Regions from separate parts of the Capra hircus genome. Here region 2 is linked to region 1. The links are chromatin contacts, called in public Hi-C maps. All regions are on one chromosome and are shown on one strand. Each heading gives the region's core, a stretch centred on a gene start, on an enhancer-like site or on the middle of the called end of the contact. The rest is flanking DNA. Distances are from core to core; before and after follow the strand shown. Region 1 has its middle 89 kb from the start of NEDD4L. Region 2 overlaps NEDD4L (E3 ubiquitin-protein ligase NEDD4-like).

Region 1 (6,121 bases), core at 2,643-5,142:
CTGAAAAAGTACCTGTTTATTAATTTGACTGTGCCAGGTCTTAGTTGCTGCGTGCGTGATCTTAAGTTGCAGCATGCAGACTCTTAGTTGCAGCCTGTGGGATCTAGTTCCCTGACCAGGGATGGAACCTGGACCCCCTGCATTGAGAGTGTGGAGTCTTCGCCACTGGACCACTAGGCTAGTCCCTAAGGAGATGCATTCTTGAGAAGAAAATACGCGTGTGCAAAAGCAGTGCCAGACCAAGCTTGAGCAGTGAGACCCAACATCCATTCCGTCCAGGACGGCAGCGGCCATGAGCTCCTACACACATGAGCTGTGTGTGGCTCTTGGGCATTTGAGATGCAGTCCAAACGGAGAAGTGCCCTATGTGTAAAATACACATCTAATTGCAAAAGATCAGTATTAAAAAAAAAAAAAGGACATAAAATGCCTCAGTAGCAAATTTCATACTGGTTATAGTGGCTCAGATGGTAAAGCATCTGCCTGCAGTGTGGGAGACCCGGGTTCGATCCTTGGGTTGGGAAGATCCCCTGGAGAAGGAAATGGCAACCCACTCCAGTATTCTTGCCTGGAAAATCCCACAGACGGAGGAGCCTGGTAGGCTACAGTCCATGGGGTCGCAAAAAGTCGGACACGACTGAGTGACTTCACTTTCACTTTATATATTGGAATGATATTTGGGGTCTTTTGAGTTACAGAAAATATACTGCTATATTTTATTCACTTGCATTTTGAAATAGATGAGAATCCGTTTTGTCTGCTGAATTTATGTGGGGCCCTCACACGTGAACCATGCGTGATCAGATGTCACTGTGCCCCTGTTAAGTCCCACACCCTGGAGTCAATGCCATTCTCAAGACCGTCCCTCCTTCTTAGCACACTTAGTACTTTCTCCTCCACTTTGCCACAGTCCTTAAAATGTGTTGAGAAAGCAAACTCTGTTTTCACCTGAAATCTAATCTCAATTGGATTCTAGTCAAGATCCAAATAAAATGCTTGGCCTTTTCCCCTGCAGTTTCCCAGACTCAGAGAGTGACATAATCGCCTCCCTAACAAGCAGCGGGTTTCCAGTGCGTTGAATGCCCTGCGCTGGGGGCACTTCTGTCACTATTCACTTTCCTTGGCTACCTCGTGTGCAGAGTTGACTAATGAGATGAAGAAACCGCCTCTGTGGAGTCTGTTAAGCTTCCTGATGACGTGTGCTGGGCAGCTATGCATTTACCATGCTTGTTTTTAGACGCTGAAATGTGGTAGGTGCTCAATAAGAAGTTGCACTGGATGAATTATAAACGCTGTTCTTCTTAGGATGACTGGCCCAAGTCCAGTCACATGGAAGAAACCTGGAGCCTATAGGGGATTCACTTTTAAATGCTTGGCGATGACAGCCTTTTGGAGATTTTATCTTACTCTACTTTCAAAAGCGACACCAAACCTGAACTTGACATTGAACTTGAACAGAGCCCACCCCACCCCGCCTCCCAGCCCTTTGTTGCTGCAGCCCCTGTACACTTCCTCTCTCTCCCCTCCCACCTGCTCTTCCCAAAGCCCACAAGCCACCCACTTCCTTTCCCCTGTGTGGCCCAAGGCTGCCAGCTCTCTCAATGTTTCCCTTTTGCAACACCAAACCACACAAAGAGGGCTCTGGCAGCTGCAGGCCTGTTCACCTCAGCAATTCTGAAAAGTGCTTTGTAATTACTAAGCAGAGAGTCTGGGAGGGTTAAGAGACTAAATCTTTGAAGGCAAGATTCATTTCCATTTAGCATTTTATATCCAGTTTTCCAGTGTTAAAGGGGGAATGAGGGCCTACCAGAAGAATTTCACATAGAAATTTTAAAAATTGGTTTACAAGGTGTTAAACACTTTTCTTGCGAATTTGTCTTTTCCACATCTCTTGTGAAGTATCTAAGTCTTTTGCCATTTTTAATTGGGTTGTCTTTTCATTATTGATTTGTAAGCATTCTTTATATAGTTTGGTTACAAGTCCTTTATCAGATACATGTGTTATATTTAGACCATCTGTGATTAGTCTATTCATTTTGTGAATTTTAATTAAATGTAATTAAAATTTTTTATGACATCTAACTTATGTCTTAATGATTAGTGCTTTTTGTATGCTAAGGACCTCTTTGCCCATCCCAAGGTCATGAGGTTATTATGCTTTATTCTAGCAGCTTTGCGTCTGTGGGTATTACCCGTTGGTCTGTGATCCATTCTGAGTTAGTTTTCATATATGGAGTGACTGAGTTTTTTTCCTACCCATGAATTCAGTTGTTCCAGTGATAATGTTAAAAAGACTTTCCTTTCTTCATTGAATTAGAGCCAACAGTTGGAAACAATCCAAATGTCCACAGAGAGATAACTGGGTAAATGATAATATATACGATAATAAATTGATAATATATTCTTCTAATGGAACACAACTCAGCAATTTTTTAAAAAGTGCGAACTGTGAATACATGCAACAACTTCAGTGAATTACTCAAAACCAATATGTTGGATGAAAGAATCTAAAAAACATCAAACAGTTCTTACTGCATGCTTCTACTTGTACGACATTCTGGAAAAGACAAAACGAACTCTGTAATGACAGAAAGCAAATCAGTGGTCGCCTGGCTGGGGATAGGGAGGGAACCTTTCTGGTGTGGTGGATATGTTCTTCATCTTGTGTTGGGTGTTGGTTCCACGAGTGTTTGACAATTGTCAAAATTCATCCCTGTGGACATCTAAGGGCTGTCCCCATTCATTGCACGTTAATTAAACCTCAATTTAAAGTATGTTAAAGGAAAAAAAAAGAATTAGAATGTGAACCTTCCTGAACTCTGCCCAGGGAATAGCCAAGTTCTTCCGTCTCTGGCGTGGGCTTGCTGCTGAAGTCTGGGAAAGAGAAAGAATTCCACACCGAGCACCCTGCCGCTCCCTGTTCCTTAGACCGTGAGGTAGATTCTTCAAAACATTGGCTCAGAAACTCTCATGCAAAACCAGCTGAGTAAATAATGGGACTTGGGTGAGCTGCTTTTTCCCCCTCTGTGTTTGGAAATTTGAGCTGCTTGTATGTCTCTCAAGCACATTTCATTTAGGAGATAATTTACATTCGCACGAAATCATGGCTGTAGCCCATCTGCTCAATGATTGTTAAGATCCAACACTTAGAAGCTGACGTGCATGGATCTTAGCGAGCAGGAGAACTTGAGTGCCCCGGATCCAAGTTCTTCTGAAACAATCCCCAGCTCCATCCTGCCACAATAGCTTATCATTTCTGACGTTTTCTTTGGAACATCACAGTTCATATCCATTTTAGACAGTGAATCATTGGGGGAGGGAGGGGACCTTCAATCCCCCGTCGCTTCACCAGATTTTCTGCTGTACTTAAACGAGACTGTGTTGGCAGCTGGGGAGGCGTGGGAGCTGGAAGGGGGTTGTTTGGTTATGTATCCTGATGGTTTTATCACCCAGGATGATTTGTGACAATGAAACAGCTGGAGCAGGAACGCGATTCGTATCAGTGCCTGCATGTCAATGGGTTAGGAATGGAATTACCGTCATTTCTGCGCTTTGGTTTGCCCTCAGAAGTTGAGACTCCTGGTTTATTTACAGTCTGCGGTACGCACAGCCAGGCAGCTAAGTTGCTGTGCAGATGGTGGGAAGGGGGGACCATGTGCTCTGGATCAGTGAGTGAGCATTAACAGGACGGTGTCAGAGGCCAGAGCCCGCAGGAGATGGCAGCTGACAGCAAAGGCTCCTTTTGTCTGCCGCAGTTCTTAACCCTTCCGCTTAGTCCCTTTGCCCCAGTTTCATCTGCCAGGACTTTGTAGAGGAGGTGGAGGAGGAGGGGGTAGCTCCAGGGTTTCCTGGGCAGAGCCCAGGGAGGAGCAGTAACCCGGGAAGGGGCTGCCCCAGCCAGGGCCGGGGGGCATTCATGGGAAGCAGGTGCCATGATCCCGTGGGAAGGCGGGTTCAGGCTAGAAGAATGGTCCACAGGCCAGACAGACTCTGCAAGCTGGCATGATGCAGGAAGCCTCCTGCTCTCAGAGTGGAAATGTGGCCAAGGAGGCAGGAAGTGGCTCTAGTCCAGAGAAGAAGTCTCAGGCCATTCGGGAAAGAGGAGTATGCAGTCCCGGCACGAAGAGGCTCATGGGTGGAAAGTGAGCGTCAGGCCAGGGCGCCTGGGGAGGTGGCCCAAGATGCTGGCGGTGGGCATTGGGCACACTTGTGTTTTCCCTTTTCTGCCTTCCATTAAACTCATCTGCTGAGGCCAAGTTCACGGCCACAGCTGGAGAGATCAACACCCCAGATACCCAAGGGGAAAAGCTTCCATCCCCCAGCCTGAGGCTCCCTCTCAATCATGTATGTGTGTCTGTGTGTGTGTGTCTGAGTGAAAGTCAGAGGTGTTACACCGATGGTTGTCTTTGCACAGGAGGAGTTTTCCTTGACCTTTTCAGATGGGGTCTGAGAATTTAACAGTCAAAGACAGATTGAGAGAAGAAGAGCATATAGATTTATTTAAGTTTTCTACGACATGGGAGACTTCATAAGGAAATGAAGACCCGAAGAACTGGTTAAACCTGACGGTTTTATGCTGGGTTTGGTGAGAGGGGACAGTCTTGGAGGAATTTGGTGGAACAAAGTGCAGGAGGGAGGCGTAGAGAACCAGGGATGTTTAGCAAGGTCTGTTTGCATTCTGCTTGGTGTTCCTTTGTCTCTGAGATAAGAATGTTCCTTTCCTCCACAAGAGAAATTTATGACCCGTGTAAAGGGAAGATCAGAAAAGGACCTGTCATTCCTCAAATTCCTTCAGCTTGTAATATTGGGGGTGGTGTTTTCTTTTTCTTTTTTTTTTGGGGGGGTGGTGTTTTCTGAACCCCATTGCCTCCCATGTGGTAGAAACGTGAGGTGAAAGGGAAACTAGTTTCAGCCCCATATACTATAATTAGTCTTCAGGGCTTCCCAGGTGGCGCTGGAGGTAAACAGCCCACCTGCAGATGCTGGAGACTCAAGAGACGCAGACTTGATCCCTGGGCCCTGGAAGAGGAAATGGCAACCCACTCCAGTATTCTTGCCTGGGAAGCCCCAGGGACAGAGGAGCCTGGCTGGCTACAGTCCGTGGGGTAGCAAAAAAGTCAGACAGACTGAGGGGACCTAGCACGCTGTACATAGTAGTCTTCATGTCCGTGTTTGAATGAATGAATGAATAATTGAGCAGCCTTTAGTACAGATGGTCCTTCTTCCCAAGGCCATCTTTATAGCTACCTGGTTCTTAATATTCTTAATCTTCTATTTCTTGGGATAGAACCTGTCGACTCTGCCCTCTGAGCCATCATGAAATGCACATACTTTAACTTCCTTCACAGAATCTGGGGTTGATTTATTTTTTTCTAATGAAGTTAACTGAAGTGGAAATTGTAGGGTCCTGAAAATAGGAGGCGTCTTACTGCCAGCTGAAGACGTAAGAACAGAGGCTTGATCTGCGTCTAAAACAGCAGACTGTGCAAGAGACTTCACACTCAGCATAACCATCTTCAGACATGGACTCAGCCTCACGCTGGGTGTCCTTTAAGTTTCTCTTGGCCTCCAAGCTCTGTTAGGGGTGTCTGGCCTAACTCTTCCCCAGATACCTGCTTCAGGCAGTGACCAAGGACATCCTAGCCTGCAGCTACTGCCGCCTCAAAGTATCTTAGTGTCACTGACGCACTCCTGCACCAGATCCATTTACTGAGTATCTACTAGATGCTGGCCCAAGCACTGTGGACTTTACAAATATGACCTCCTTTAGTACTTAGGCTGACCCTAGAAGGTAAACATTAACCTCATGGTCAGACACAGAAGATGAGACTCAGACTGTAAGAAACTTACCGGAGGTCAGAGTTGAATTTCATATTCAAGACTGTCCTTGTCCCAGGCCCGCTCTGTTTCCACTATACTGCTCAGACTTCCTATCATAAAAGCTTTTTTGTTCTCAATAGTTTCCTATTACAATTAAATAACCCTGGAACAGTATGAAACCCTAAGAGCTAATGTCTTGGTTATGCCAATAGAAATACAGCTTGGCAGCAAATGGAGATTTAGTATAGGCAATTCTCAGGGAACAGCTGAGGGGCAAGGAAGTCATAATTGGAAGAGAGGA
Region 2 (6,121 bases), core at 1,963-4,462, 160 kb after region 1:
AAAACCATAGCCTTGACTAGACGGACCTTTGTTTAATCCTTTGAAAAAACTGACAGGTTTTTTCCCAAAGCAGCTGGAACATTCCACATCCCCCTGCCCAGTGGTGTGTGAGTCCTCCACGTCCCTGTCGACACTTGTTATAGTCAGTCTTTGATTAGAGCCGTCCCAGCAGGTGGCACGTGCTGCTTTAAATCATTTAACAGGGAGCTCTGACACCCCGGTTCTCTCTCTGCACATCCTTTCTGTCACTGGCAACTCATGCTTTTACAACTGTGCGGATTTGTCAGGTTTCCAGCGGGTAGGTTTCATAGGAAGTGCTTCCCTCCCAGTACTGGACCCACATTCTCAGTATAAAATGTGATATTTTGCTCAATGTTGGTTTCTTCAGCTTAACCAATTGGCAAGTCCAATGGCTTTTCTTTGAGAAACTTTCCAGTTTAAACAAGTTTAAATTGCAATGAGAATTAACTTGCTTTGCCACAAAAAAATCCCATCCTGTCACTGTACTTAATTGAGAAACTGGTGGGGGTTCCTGTTTGTCTTCATTCTTAAAAAGAATTTTTTTTTTTTTTTTAAATCTTTTGGCCATTCCACAAGGCATGTGGGATCTTAGTTCCCCAACCAGGGATTGAACCTGCGTCCCTTTCATTGAAAGCCTGGAATCTTAACCACTGGACCATCAGGGAAGTCCCTGTCTTCATTCTTTAGCTGACTTCAGTTTGTGATGGGTAAAATTAAATAGGGTTTTCAGTGTATACAGTTGAATATTTATTTTGTAAAACCACATAGTATTTAGAGATAAGAACCTTCTGGAGTTCATGTGTTGAGTGAACCTGCTTTACTGAATGACTAGTCTGCCATGGTGTTGAGATAGGGTTTCTGTCTTCATGGAGTGTATCTTCTGGTTGAGGGCAGATCTTAAGGGAAAAAGGCAGATGGGGTTACAAAATAAAACAGGGCTGTCAAAGCAGATCTCTCTGCAGGAGCATGCTGGGCGCTTGCATGCTGGGTGCTTGCATGCTGGGCTTTGCTTTGTGTTTGGTGGGGGATGTGTTGGGAAGGACCTCTGTGAGGAAGTGACTCTTTAGCTGAGACCCAGAGGCAGGAGAGGGGCTTTCTGAAGCTGGGAGGCTCTGGTGGGTTGGAGGAACTGAAATAGTGTGTGGGGCACTGGGAAGAAAAAAGACCAAAGTGGCGGCCACATTGAGTGGTGCCTTGCGGAGCTGCAAATAATTTGAACTTTATTCAAGATGATGTGAGATAGCACTGAAGGGTTGTAAGCAGGGAAGTGGCATCATCTGACTTAATAGAAAACATCTCAAATGGATTACAGTGGGAGGGGGTCGGGGAGATGGCAAGAATGGGTGCAGGGACAAGTTACAGATTGAGGTAGGAAGGTCAGGGGTCAGATCTACCTGCCGAGGAGCCCACGCCGAGGTGTTCTCGGAGCTGAGCCCCCGGACCTGGGGCTTGAGCACTCTAGCTTTACCCTTCCTTTTCCAAGAAGATATGTATATGTATACTTCTAGACCCGAGGTAGGTCCCATCTCCTTATTTCTGCTGCAGGGAGATACCTCCTTTAACGGGCTTCCCAGGTGTCGCTAGTGGTAAAGAACTCGCTTGCCAATGCAAGAGACGCAAGAGATACAGGTTCGATCCCTGGGTCAGGAAGATCTGGTGGGGGGTGGGGGGGGAGGTGGGGAGAATGGCAACTTTCTCCAGTCTTCTTGCCTGGAGAATTCCATGGACAGAGGAGCCTGGTGGGCTACACTACAGTCCATGGGGTTGCAAAGAGTCAGACATGAGTGAGCGACTGTCCACACACACACCACACACACACACACACACACACACCACACACCACACACACACACACCACACACACCACACACCACACACACCACACATGCACACCACACACGCACACCCCTCCTCGAACATCTGTAGTAACACACACACACCACACACCACACACACACCACACACACACACCCCTCCTCGAACATCTGTAGTAAACACACTGGCAAAGACAAGGCAGACGTGCCGTCTTTGAGCTTTCAGGGGCTTGCTATCTCTTAAGCAAATATTTGAATGACCCTTCCATAATTAAAATTTATCGAGCAAATTAGAAAATGTGTTTTCACAAGCTTCTTACACTTGGGCAAATTTGGTGTTATTTACACGGGGAGCTGAAGTATGGCTCCCAGTGACAGTTTTGCTGTTGGGCAGTGTTTGTAAGGTATAGACATTTTTTTCTTTCCTTGTTGGAATCACTGGGAAGATTTTTCTAAAGGCCTTCATCTTTTTTCTCTTGCTTTTTAAAGTCCGGCATGTCCTTCTGCCTGAGCATGTGTGCTAAGTCACCTTAGTCGTGCCTGACTCTTTGTGACCCTGTGGATTGTAGCCTGCCAGGCTCCTCCTTCCATGGGATTCTCCAGGCAAAAATACTGGAGGGGGTTGCCATGGCCTCCTCCAGGGGATCACCCTCACCCAGGGATCGAACCTGAGTCTCTTAGGTCTCCTGAATTGGCAGGTGCATTCTTAACCATGAGCACCACCTGGGAAGCCCCCATGTCTTTTTGCCTAGCACTCACCATAGACCCGGAGAAGGCAATGGCACCCCACTCCAGTACTCTTGCCTGGAAAATCCCATGGACGGAAGAGCCTGTGGGCTACAGTCCATGGGGTCACGAAGAATCAGACACGGCTGAGCGACTTCACTTTCACTTTTCACTTTCATGCACTGGAGAAGGAAATGGAAACCCACTCCAGTGTTCTTGCCTGGAGAATCCCAAGGATGGGGGAGCCTGGTGGGCTGCCATCTATGGGATCGCACAGAGTCAGACATGCATGACTGACGTGACTTAGCAGCAGCAGCAGCAGCATCATAGACCAGAAAAAGGAGCCATAGACCTTCTGTGGCATTGAAGATGGGTTTTCCATGGTTAGTGTAGAAAATCAACACAAATTTGGTGGTTTCAAACAACACGAACTTCAGATCTTCTAGCCCTGTAGGTTAGCAGTCCCACATGGGTCTCATGGGGCCAAAATCAAGGTGTCGTCAAGGCGGGATCAAACCCGGGGCTCCAGGCCTGAGGCCCTTGCCCTTTCCAGCTTCCGTGGGAGACCTCCATCCATGGGCTCACGGCTTCCCTCTGCTGCGCTGAAAGCCAGCCGTGTGGCCCTGCGGCCAGCCCTCGGTCACAGGCATGCGGGGTCTTGGGTCCATGGTGTGGCCCATTGCACTGCGCTGCAGACTCTAGTTGTGGCGCGTGGCCTCCGTGGTTGAGGCGCTGGCTTAGTTGCTCTGTGGCATGAGGGATCTGAGTTCCCCACCCAGGGATAGAACCTGCGTCCCCTGTACCGCAAGGCGGATTCTTAACCGCTGAAACACCAGGGAAGCCCCTCCCTTTTCCATTCCGAAGATCCCTTGTGATTACATTGTGCTCGTCTGAATAATCCAGGGTGACTCTGTATTTTAAGGTTGATTGGTGGCCCGCCTTAACTCCCCTTCTTTCTCTGACTTGAGGTCGTCGTGAGTCCCTGGGATTAGGACGTGGCCGTCTTTGGGGGCCGTTATTCTGCCTGCCATGGCAGGAGCCTTCGTCTTTCTGACACTAGAAAATTGTTCCAGTGCTTGCTTTTTTGTCTTTTCACTTGATTCCTGTTGGTATCTACCTTATATTCTCCCCTCCCCTCCCCAACCCTGGGGAGGCACTCAGTAGGGGCTTTAAGATCACAGATTGGAAATACCTTCTGGAATGTGTCTGAGCTCACCCTGGAATTCGTCGGTGGCTTGGAGGATGGTGGAGGTTTTTGAAGCTGTGACTAGGAGAGATGGAATCTGCTTAGGTTTGGATTTTTCGTGAAGACTGGTTTGTTGCGGAAGCATGAAGGCTAACCTTGTGTTCTTCTCATGAGTGCAGCATATTAGAGCAGCACTGGAGAGGCCCAGGAGTCCTCCCGAGATTAGTGTAAAGGTTTTTCATGGCTGCAGAAGTTTTTGAAAAATAATCAGACTGTGATTTTCAGTGCTTGGGTTGGGGAGGGTGCTAACACCGTCTTAATGGAGAACCAGGAATTATGATATGATTTTAGGACCTTTGAAAGAATGACCTGGGACTTCCCGGGTGGTCCAGTGGTTAAGACTCCGCACTCCCAATGCAGGGGTTTGATCCCTGCTCAGAGGACCAGGATCCCACATGCCATGTGGTGTGGCCAGAAAACGGAAAAGAATGACTTGTTTTCTTTGTCAGTTCAGTTGAATAGCTCCTTAGCGGAGAAAGCACACGTCCTGGATGGACAGGGCGTACGACAGTGCAGTTGGGACAAAGAGGACTTGAGCCGTGGGTAAAGGAACACACAGCCGGGAATATCGTTCATACCAGGTTAGCAAGTTCTGTTTGAGCGTCACGTTTTGACCCTCAGACCTTGGAACACAATTCTTTTGCTTCTGCTAAGAGACTAGAAAAATCAATGCGCTGTGTCTGTCTGGCAGGCCCGAGACAACACTCTGTCTTTGGAACTTCAGGTTTGGGTTGGAGGTGGGAGGTTATCTGAAGGGAAATGCATTTAGACCGAAAGATTCTTAGATGACTCAGTCATACCCAGGACTGCCAAGTTTTCCCCCAGACTGCCGTGTCCCCTTTCGGCGGTCCCTGCCCTGTGTGAGGGCCTGGCACCGTCCGCGGCACGCCTCCTTGGTCCCTGAGTGACTTAGGCTGGCGTCCAGCTGGGCACAGTGATGAGCTGGCGTGTCTGGTTGTTTCAGCACGCTCAGGATTGCATCGCTCCCTTGTAGTTTTGTCCAGTGAGCATTGTCTGTGGGTCACTAAATCGGCCATAAAATCATTCCACTTCCAGAAATGGAAAATCAGAGTCGTCGTTAACATACTGGGTTTCTTAAGCTCAGAGGTAAAGAGCCATGAACTTTCTCCAAGGCTTTCTCAAGGGTGGTTTTGGTTAAGCTGTGGTTGTCTAGAGGTGCAGTTTTCTGAGAGCTCCCTAGGCTTGCTGCATCAGCATTTATGGGCCTAGGGTCAGGAATTTGCATTTTAAACTGTCCTCTCCAGGTGAGGCTTTGTACTCTAAATTTGGACCCCCCCCCCCCCGCCCCCTGCCAAGCCGTCTGCCCTGAGCAGCAGAAGCTAGCACTCAGGGGTCCAGGAAAAGCACCCCATCAGAGAAGCTGAGGAAGACTGTTGGGGAGGGGCTGGGGACAGAGGACCAGAGCGTCACCTTTACTTGTTCCAAAGCTTGACACAGGAGGACGTGGCTTCTGTGGCTGGGCCTGTGGACTCGGTCACGTGGATCCAGGCAGATGTAACACCCCCACCCGCCCCCGCCCATGCCCACCCCGGTGAGGACCAGCACGGGCCTGGGGCGCCTCACCAGCTAGAGGGTCCCTCCTTGGACAGGTCTCTATCCTGGTGGGAAGGGTGGAACCAGAGGAAGGGGCTTGGCTTGACCCAGCTGGCTTCTTATCCAAACTCGAGTCAGGGTTGATGCTGCTTCTTGCCTTGGGTGGAGGGCGTGGTTTGGCACTCTCTCCTTACCAGCATGGTGCAGTGGTAAAGAATCCACCTACCAATGCTGGAGACCTGGGCTCAATCCCTGGGTTGGGAAGATCTTTTGGAGGAGGGCATGGCAACCCACTCCAGTATTCTTGCCTAGAGAATCCCATGGACAGAGGAACCTGGCGGGCTATGGTCCATGGAGTTGCAAAGAGTTGAGCATGACTGAACCCACACGTGTGCGCTCACACACACACACACACACACACACACACACACACACACACACACACTCACTCTAGAAAGGAATTTGAGGGGTGGGAAAAGAAGCATTGCTCAGCCCCGAATACCTAAGGGGAAATAAGTGCTTAGTAAATATTTGAGGTTTGAAGTAAGAGTTAGAACTGAGATTCCCCTAATCCAGGGTTTGTGACGCAGCCTCTTGCTTCTCTGCTTTGCATTTTTCCAGGTGTCTGTGTAAGGCCATGCTTCCACAAGGCGATTTAAATTGGCACATATATTACTGAAGATGGAGACCCTCTTTGCCTTTGAGCAGGAAAAGCAGCCTCTCCCTATTACTGTCTAGAATAACAGGTTCAAGATAATCT

The links. Hi-C and Micro-C count contacts between places; a contact is called where the count stands out from the background.
Region 2: a Hi-C map of blood shows a contact between it and region 1, with 4 times the contacts expected there. The contact joins two enhancer-like sites. A contact is called at or near these places in 2 of 5 Hi-C or Micro-C datasets (both in blood).

Annotation. Positions count from the first base shown.
Region 1 is chr24:57,273,664-57,279,784 of ARS1.2, forward strand. No RefSeq gene overlaps it. Among named protein-coding and RNA genes, the nearest start is that of NEDD4L, 89 kb to the right of the region's middle. Within about 2 kb of position 3,893, at least 1 of the 5 cell types and tissues checked has an H3K27ac peak or open chromatin away from gene starts, as enhancers often do.
Region 2 is chr24:57,430,554-57,436,674 of ARS1.2, forward strand. All of the region lies in intron 1 of NEDD4L (E3 ubiquitin-protein ligase NEDD4-like), which reads left to right. Among named protein-coding and RNA genes, the nearest start is that of TRNAE-UUC, 53 kb to the left of the region's middle. Within about 2 kb of position 3,213, at least 1 of the 5 cell types and tissues checked has an H3K27ac peak or open chromatin away from gene starts, as enhancers often do.